Regions from separate parts of the Arachis hypogaea genome. Here region 1 is linked to region 2. Evidence: chromatin contacts called from public Hi-C data. All regions are on one chromosome and are shown on one strand. Each heading gives the region's core, a stretch centred on a gene start, on an enhancer-like site or on the middle of the called end of the contact. The rest is flanking DNA. Distances are from core to core; before and after follow the strand shown.

Region 1 (5,128 bases), core at 1,958-4,457, 520 kb before region 2:
GCTGTATTAATAGAAGTGTCTTTATAGATATATTTTTTGGATGTGTCTCTTTATATATGTATTTAAAATATAATAATTAATTATTATTGATAATAAATTGACAGATAATATGTTGGTACCCTATACTTTTCCTAATTAAAATTCTTTCGATAAAAATATTATTATTGACAAATAATCCAGTTTTTAAAACTTGCTCACGTACACGTACGATACGAACCATACTTGCAAACGCAAAAGCTAACTTCAATTTGAAATTCTTAACAAAATAAATGTTTCACGTATTTATCCAAAATAAAGACAGTTTTTTATCTTTTTAAAGCATCACCATTTTATGATGATCATAAATGATTTCTTTACCGCATATAAAAATCCTATAAAATAAATGATTGATCTGTCAAATTTTCAAGCACCATAGGAATTCATAATCAGTCTAGCAAACATTTGAAAACATTCGTAAGTGATCAACTGATTTCTCCTCAATCTTAAGTTGTAACTAAAGATTAATAATTTGAAAGGCAAAAAGATCACGTCGTCAAATACTGAAACATCTCATTCTAGGAATCTAAAAAATAAAATATCCATTACAAAATTCCAACACAACCTTGAAATCAAAACCAAGATGTTTGAGAACTCATTTCTTCTTTCCAGCCTTGGCAGCATCAGAAGCCTTGGTCTGAAAATAAAAATAGGTTACTATTTTTACTAAGCAAGAGCAATACGAGATGAACAATCATCAATAAAAAAACAATTTGCTTTTGGCAACTATTTACCTTCTTTACTCCACGGATCTTCTTTGCCCTGTTCTTTCTCTCCTTCATTTGCTTCCTTGACTTTTCAACCTTAGTATCAAGTCCATTCTGCGAATGACAGAGGATTTTAGCGAAGGATTATGCAAAACACAGCAACATGGCACAGATATTAAAGAAGAAAAGTTCTAATTCCTCAAGACCAAAAAGAACAAATGGATGCATGACAAGACATGAGAATGGTCAGATTAAGCTACAGGGTAAGGGTCTTGTACAAAATATCTCAAGAAATTCTAGCATAGTAAAGGGGTAATTAATCAAGCAAAACAAATTATTGTATTGTTTAAGAGGAAGCAACTGTTAGAAGCCAAACAGCAACTAAAAAGAGCTAATGATTTCATCTGAAAACTAATGAATTCTAATATGCACAAGCTTTCAAATTAATCTTTTGGAACATCTCTATTGTTAATGCTCATTAATCATAACAGTATACAATTTCATGTTACATTATGGATCAACAATAAAGAACAACATATTTTCACCCCATGCAACTCCAATCTAAAAATAAAAAACAGTGCTGACAGCATCAGAGTACTATATTATTATACATAGAGGTCATCCAATAACAATTAATATTAGTAAGCACTAACTTACCAGTCTTACAATTTACAAAAACATACATCCTAGTTGCATGAAAGTGTTTCTCATTCCATAGCAATTACACTCATGAACAAAAACCACATTAGAAAAACAAAAAACCGAGTTATCTTACCCTAATTAGTCTGTACTTAGGCTCATACTTCTTAGCATTCTCAACAGTGTCATAAATCAAACCAAAACCAGTGGATTTGCCACCTCCGAAATGGGTGCGGAACTTGAACACAAACACGGTGTTGGGGTCCTTAACATCATAGATTCTAGCAAGCTTCTCCTTAAGCTCAGCCTTCATATTCCAAACACAACAAAAATTAGAAACCCTAAACACCATTATTGTCCAACCAATAACTACCTGACAAAAATCAATTAAATCTAAAGTTTTCGGCTAACAAACAGAATGTACCTTAGAAACATTTGCCCTCCCTGGATGAAGAACATCAATGACCTACAACCACACAATTAAAGAGAAAACGAGGCTCAGCTAAATCGTATGTAGCGCTCAATTCATCTATCATTATCAGATCCCAATTATTCCAAAATCTAGATACTTAAAGTCTATGATAAAGCCATAAAAACAGTGTGAAAGTGAGAATGGTGAACGAACTCACGAATTGCTTTCTGGAGAGGAGCCTGTTAGTCATAAACTTCCTTGTTCTGATGGTAACCGCTTTGTCAGCCATGTTTGTTGAAGCTTGAGGACCCTAATCGTGCTGGAAGAGTGTAGTGTTGAAACCCTAACAAAACTACATCCATATTTATAAGGGGCAAACCCTAACTTGCAATTTTTTTTTTACTTAAACCCAGGTGTATACGGATCGGATTGGATCAGATGTATCCGCAAAACAGAAACTTTATTTAAATGCATATTGCTACATAAAAAATTCAATAAAACTCTTTTATTCACACTTTTAAACCTATTTATTCCTAAAATATTTTTAAACAAACTTTTCTTAAATAACAAAAATAAACAATAATAGGAGGATCTCACCACAACTAAACAGGACCAAAGAACAAGTGAACAAGTATAATTCATGATATCTAATTCTTTTAGACATATAAACAATAACAGCAGCATCACACACAACAACTTAACAAGTAAGATGACAGAAAACTAAATTATAAAATCCGACTATGTTCTAGATTTCATCTTGTGAGTTTTATGTACTCTTCTGGTGGTACTAGCACCGACCTAGAAACAGCCAAAAACTAGTTTATATCCGCAACCAATTCCCAATTATTCACAATTCACAGTTCAATTAGTTTAGAATCTGCCAAAAACATCTATTCACAATTCACAGTTCAAATGACCTTCACAAAACTCAAATGATCTTCATAAAAAAATACCTGAAGTCCTGAACAATGAAGCTGATTCGCTGGAAGGAGGACGGTGAACCGACGAGAACGGAGGACGGCGATGCGGCAGTAAGGCAAGGCGGCGAGGACGTCAAGGCAGCGAGAACAGAGGACCACGGACTGAGAGGACGACAACGTGGCAGGAACTGAGTACCACTGACGGTGATAACGTCTAAACCAGGAAGAGGGAGGGATGAACGCAAGGAAAAGCGGCGAGAGGAAGCACGCGACGAAGAGGTACTAACGCGAGGAAGAGCGGGCGGTCTCCGGCAAGCAGTCTCCGGTGGTGGTCAAGGAAGAAGGAGTGGCCGAGTGGTGTCTCTGATCTCTGTGTATGGGTGTGGGTGTGGGTGTGGGTGAGGGTGAAGGGTAGACTGCAGCGGCGAAAAGAGGGCAAAATGTAAAATTAGGGTTATATATATTTACTTTTGATATCGTGTGAGTGTGAAGTAGTAAAATAATTTTCCATATAAATACATATTTATAAAAATAATTATTTTTAAGTTTTAATATTAACAAAATAAATAATTATCTAAAAAATAGATGTAAGATTTAAAATTTTTGAAAAATTTTATTATGAATCGATTTTAAATTTTTTATTTATTAAAGATTTATAAAAAAATTATTTTTTTAGAAATAATTAAATCAAATTTTGATAATTAAAATAAAAATTTTATATGTTATAGTTTAAATAATTAAGATTTTAAAAATTTTAATTTTTATAAATAAAAAATATTTATTATATTATTTTATATTTTAAATTAAAATATTTGATTAAAAAACAATCAACAAATTAATAATTAAATAATATTTTTAAAATAATTTTGAGAGATTAAATTAGATTTTAAAATTAATATAATATAACTAAATTTGATTTAGATTTTATTAAATTCTAATTAACCCAAAATCTCCAAATCTAACCCTAACCCTAACTAAAAAAAACCTAAATTTCATCTAACTCTAACCCTAACAACCAAAATCCATTTTCCCTTTCACCTAAAAAAATCCTAGCCGCCAAACCTCCTTGTACCCAAACATAGCAGCATCAGAAATTCAAAAAAAAAAAAAAAAAGAAAGAAAACGTAGAGGGAGAGAAGGAGAAACGGAAGGCAGAGAAGAGAAGAGAAGAGAGGGAAGACGGCGCTGACAGGAATCACTGCCGCTGCACCGTCTTGTCACCGTTGAAGGAGAGGGAGAGGCGCAAACCAGAGTCACAGGAGGGAGAAGACGCTGCGTCTGGGAGTCGTCGTCATGTCTGTCGTCATCTTCGCGGGGTCCATGTCGTCGTCGCCGTCCTCATCGCGAAACCAGTGTCGCTGCCATCCATGGAGCCACGAGCCGCGTGGTGCGAAATTTCTAACCACAAACTAACCGGCAAGTGCACCGCGTCGTACCAAGTAATACCTTAGGTGAATGAGGGTCGATCCCACGAGGATTGAAGGACTAAGCAACAATGGTTAAGTGATTCACTTAGTTAGGCAAGTAGAAAATAGTGTTTGAGAGTTCAAAGAGTATTAAACAGTAAATTCAGAGTTTAAAGACAGGCATGTGAATAAGTTGGGAATAAAATATGGAGAAACAGTTAAGGTTTCAGAGTTATCTATTTTTCCGGATTAACTTTTCTTATTAACTATTTTAATCATGTAAGATTTGACTCATGGCAAACTATATGTGACTAGACCCTAATTCCTTAGACCTTTCTAGTCTCCTCTAATTCTCATTAACTGCCAATTCCTTGATCAATTAATTCCAATTAGAGGGTGATGTTTAATTCTAGTTATTATGCCACAAAAATCCTAATTATCCAAATATAAGAGGATTATATGTCACGTATCCCGTTAAGTCCAGATAATTAGAATTTAGGAGAAATTGTTTTCAAGCTATTGTTCAAGTAAAGAGCTTTTTCAAGTTATACAAGAACTCAATTAGAAAGAGGGTCATACTTCCGTTCCACCCAATTTCATAAGATAAAGAACAAAAACAATTCTTGAATTATAAATCAGTGCATGAATTAAAATAGAAAAGCAATAGAATCAATCCATACAAATAGACAGAGCTCCTAACCTTAACAATGGAGGTTTAGTTGCTCATGATTCAGAGAAGAAAATTAGGATTGTAAATTGGGCTGAGGTGGAATGAAAAGTTAACTAATGTTGGGATCCCCATAAGGGAAGTTTCTTTTCTCTTTTATATCTAATCCTAATTAATTAAAAATCTAATTTCTAAAACTAAAATAATATCTTTTTCTATTTTCAAGATAAAAATAAAGTTTAAATAAGAATTAATTAAATAATCAGCAAGTCTTCAATTGATGAATGGGGACCACTTGCTTCGTAGGATCCACGCCTAACCTGAAAAATAACGGGAAGTGT
Region 2 (4,851 bases), core at 899-3,398:
AAAGGGAGGGGGAATAAAAAAAAGAGGTAAAAAACTAAACTTGATGCAGTGGCGAGTGTCAAGTGCCAATTGAGACATGATTGAAGAGCAAGTAACCAACCAAGTTAAGATTAAAGTTAATGGAAATGAATGAAGAATAGGAGTGTTGAAAGAAGGGTAACCTATTGAGCCCTAATTCTCCCTTACCTTTTCAGAGGCACATTTATCTAAGGAAGACTTGAGAGATGCCTCTAGCTCAAGAATCTTGGACTTCAAACCCTTACATTTTTTACTCAAGACATATGCTAACAGAACATGGACAGCTACAAAGCTTCAAACTTTTAGTAAATACTCATAATAAATAAATAAATAAGCAATTAAAGAGAACATGGGAAAAGTAGTTCTGTGTGTAACATACCAGAGATTGCAGTGGAAAAGGAAATAGCAGCGAATGTTATTGTTAAGGTTATGCTTAATCTCTTTTCAACCATTTTTAGCTTCTGAAATGGTACCTCCTCCGAAGTCCCAATCCTGTTATGCAGTTACAATCATCAGTTTCAGTTCTCGACTACCTGACCCAGGCCAAGAGACAACGAAGCTTGGTTTGGGTTAGTTTGATTGCTTCACCAAATTTGCTATTTGGGTCGGACTCGGTTCATTATAATCCAGTGATCCATTTGTTTCATGGATCCCTCATATTTGCTTCAAAAAAATATAAATGAAAAATTATCAATAAACAAATATAAATATATATATATATATATATATATATATAGAGAGAGAGAGAGAGAGAGGGAGAGAGAGAGAAACTAGTGTACTTGAGTTTATTGTGATTAGTATCTGGATGAGAAATGAGAGCTTCAAAGTGCAATGGTATCTGAACTTTGAAGTTGATGCATTCTGTTTTGCTACACTGTGTAACATGTTGCACCTGTAACAAAATCATTCTATTTATGAACATTCTATTTCATAAATTATGAACTAGTTTCATAAATTTTCATTCAAATTTCATAAATTCTTTTATTTATAAACATTCCTCCTCTTCATAAATATGACTCCAATCACATAGAAGCTGCAGATCACATAATCTTCAAAGTTTAATTGGGGAGATGATTGAAAGTTCCAACACTCAGTCGTAGCTTTTATCAACTTTGAGGCATAGCTCTTTATTTTAAGCAAGAAGACTCATGAAAATTGTTATTGTTAGCACCTTCCTCTTTATTTTACTGCAATTTTTTTTTTCATTTTCTCATTTAAGAAATCTAATTTTGTTCTGTTTTAACCAGAAATAGAAATGACTCACTTTCATTCCCTCTCAATATCACAAATCAACTATCATATTGACACTACATTAGAGATCATTTTCTTCTCTGGCTTGCTGAGATTCGATCGAAAGGAGACAAAGTATTAAAGAAAAGTTCAAAAGATGCCTACAAATAACGAATTTTCCTAGACAAATATTTAATTGACTATATATGCATATAGTCAAAATTTTACAATTCATAGTATTTGCTCACTGATTATCTTTTTAAAAGAAATTATAAGAAGTCATATTCATGTAAACTTGTGGTGATATAATTACCCTATTATCAAAGATAGCGTCTCCAATGAATGAAGCTCCATCACAATATCTCAGCTTAACACAGTTCCAATTGTAGAAGTCTGGTACACCAATCCATGACATAATTAATATTAATTAACAAAAAAGATGAGAAAATCATATTTTACATTTTATTCATTTAAATAGTTAAGATTAGAAGCATGGCATTTCTAGTGTCTACCGACAACTGAGGTGAAGCTAATGATTGAAGAATCGTGACTGGTAAGTAAAAAGCCACAAAAATAAAACAAAATCATAATTTTAAAACAAGAAAACAAGCATACAAATAGTTTATTTAAGTTTTGAATTAAATGCAAACCAAGCGTCCCTACTACCACAGAAAGTGAAATTTCGAATCGAATCTTAAAAAGGAGACAAAATCATGAAAAGGAAACACAAAATTCTAATAATATCTTATTCAGATAATGATATGCATTAAACTAATCAAATTGAGAAGAGTAAAGGTGAAAGGAAAAGGAATCAGTCTACTACCCTAAGCTCAACGGACTTCTTAAGGTTCCATATCTGCTTGTTTTTCTTGGACTCAGAAACCGCAAAGGCAATAACTGTAACACCCTACTATATATATATATATATATATATATATATATATATATATATATATATATATATATATATACAAACCCATAAATAAACCAACAGATAAATATAATTCCTGTTTCTCCAAGTCAACCTCTAAGAGGGACAAAATATAATATATACAAGCTAGAGAATCTATACACATATATAAACATAAACCAAATACAAACAATAAGCAATACAGACAAAGCAAATACAAGTAGGATACAGATACAACAAGTAGCAAATATAGTAGGTAAGCATAATAATCACATAGGCAAGCTCAATTAATGCACAATCAAACAAAGCACACATATGCATATGATGTATGTCTGCCCTATGGCCGAGGAGTCTCATCTGTCAGTTATCAAGCCAAACTCGACATGTCTGGTAGCTAACCCTGGACAGAACACCAAACACGGAGCAAGTGGGATAATGCTGCAACCCTTGCATCTTACCCACGTACCCGAAGCAGGGGACAACCTCACCACTGCCTCTTACCCGGGCTGTGTTACAGTCTCAAGTGGTTACAGAACTCAGCCTTTGCATCTTACCCGAAGCCTCGAACTCTCCCGAAGCAAGTGGATAACACCATTGCATCTTACCCGGAGTCACATTCAAAAATTCATTCTCATTATCATTACAATTTATTCATATTCATTCAAATTCATAATCAAACTCAGTCCTCAACCTTCCTCTTCCTCATAGCCAACCTCATCCTTAATCATATCTCATACAACTCCATCACCGACCCTGAGCGAGTGGACAACGCCACCGCATCTTACCCGGTGTCTCAATTTATTCCTGGCCAATATATATATATATATATATATATATCAATCAAAATCAGCCAACATCATCTCAATTCAAACTCATTCATCATCATCTCATTATCATTATAATTCATTCATATTCATTTAACAATTATACTTAAAAATCAATTCTCATCAACGTTCATTCCTTATTATCAGACGTCCCATTTCGTTTATTAACAATTCATACTCAAAACACAATTCATTCTTTTCTAAATAAATCAATCTCAAAACGTAATCCTTTTCTTAATAACTCGAAATCAAATTATAAAATTCTTAAAAATTTAAATCTTCCTAAATAACCACTTCAAATGAAGCCTCCTATTTTCATAAAAACTTCGACAGCATCTCTTCTAAAACTTGAACTTTTGCCACCCTTCAAGGGTCCCAACCACCAAACCAAATACCTTTCAGTATTCAGATCATTCCTAGTATCAAATCATTTCAAAATCAAACAAATTCTAATATTAAATCTTTTTTCCAAAACCAACCAACTCGAATAACAAACTGTTTATAAAATCAAATCATACATCTCTCAACCAATCCATTCAATTCAATATCATAAACTCACCATCAATTCTCAACATATCAACAATCATGTTTATTTTATACTTATCAAAGTCACAATCCAGCACATACAAATTCATTTATCCTTTATACACACATTGTATACTATATACATAATCCATCAATAATTCATTTAGTTCATTCCTATCTTGTGGTCTTCTAGCCTAAGTTTTCACGTTACTTTATATTTTCTCTACGAGAAATCAAAACCATACCTTGGCCGATTCCTTCCTAAGCTCGGAACACCTTAAAAATCTCTCCTTTCACAATCTCCAAGCTTCTAAATGTCAATTCCTCGAGCTTAATCGCCCGAATTTCATTCCAAACCGCTCAATTGAAATCCAAATCAACAAGAACACAATCTAATTCACACAATATCACTATAATCATCATAGGGTTCACTAATTCAATAATTCATAAGGGTTCAACAGTTTCTTACCTTACCCCCATCAAATGAACAAACCCAATAGTTTCCTCAAGCTAATCCAAGCCTAGAACATCAAAATCACATAATCTATCAAACTCAAAACCTTAAATTTTGAAATTAGGGAAGAGTGGCTGAGTAAAAAATTTCTAGATTCTTAACAATATGATATGTGACTTTTGTAGAGAATTATGAGATGAATGCATGGCCGCTGACGGCTCGTCAATCGGAGCTCCAGATTGAAAGTTATGGACGATTGAAAATCGGAACAGAGGGTTAAGGTTCTTCTTCGCGTTTCTACCCTATTCAGCCTGATTCCATCAAGTGTTTGAGGAAGAAGGCTGAGTTATGCATTATATATGTTGGGTCATGAGTCCGGTTTGGGTCCAATCCAACCGGTTTGTCCTGTTGGGCCAATTTTGGGCCAAAATCTTTAAAATTAGTGTCAAAATTCATATTTTAATTATTTCTACTTCATGAAACTATAAAATTTGATTTTCTAATTTCTTTAAATAATAATTAATTTATTAGTTAATTATTTACTAATTATTTGGGGTTTACATCCTACCCCCTAACAAAAATTTTCGCCCTCGAAAATTTGCTCTCGAATCTTCATATATGCTTTCTTAAATTCAACCGACCTCATATCATTCATTCTGCCATTTTCCAACATCAATTCAAACGCTAATTCACATTTTCCATTCTCATGTACAAGATCATAAACTTAACCAAATTCAAGCCTAAGTCATACCCATTTGTTTCACTCTTAGCTTCGTCTAGCTCTTTCTCAGTAACTACACTCTTTCTTACTCTTTAAGGTTTCCATCTAAATGAAAACAATATTAAATCTTTCTCATTATCTCAAACACTAAACAATTCCTTAATTTCTT

Evidence for each region. Hi-C and Micro-C count contacts between places; a contact is called where the count stands out from the background.
Region 1: a contact with region 2 is called in a Hi-C map of leaf, with 2.2 times the contacts expected there. The contact joins the promoter of LOC112727587 here to the promoter of LOC112727584 in region 2. A contact is called at or near these places in 3 of 8 Hi-C or Micro-C datasets (leaf and an unstated tissue).

The regions. Positions count from the first base shown.
Region 1 is chr12:83,105,002-83,110,129 of arahy.Tifrunner.gnm2.J5K5, reverse strand. LOC112727587 (small ribosomal subunit protein eS24z) reads right to left here and starts at 3,207. Exons shown (of 6, transcript XM_025777392.2): 1 at 2,748-3,207; 2 at 2,012-2,146; 3 at 1,807-1,848; 4 at 1,519-1,689; 5 at 771-857; 6 at 387-673. The coding sequence starts at 2,083. The coding sequence ends at 632.
Region 2 is chr12:82,584,835-82,589,685 of arahy.Tifrunner.gnm2.J5K5, reverse strand. It overlaps LOC112727584, which reads right to left and starts at 2,148. Exons shown (of 9, transcript XM_025777387.2): 1 at 2,072-2,148; 2 at 1,562-1,641; 3 at 798-910; 4 at 398-681; 5 at 187-302. The coding sequence starts at 470.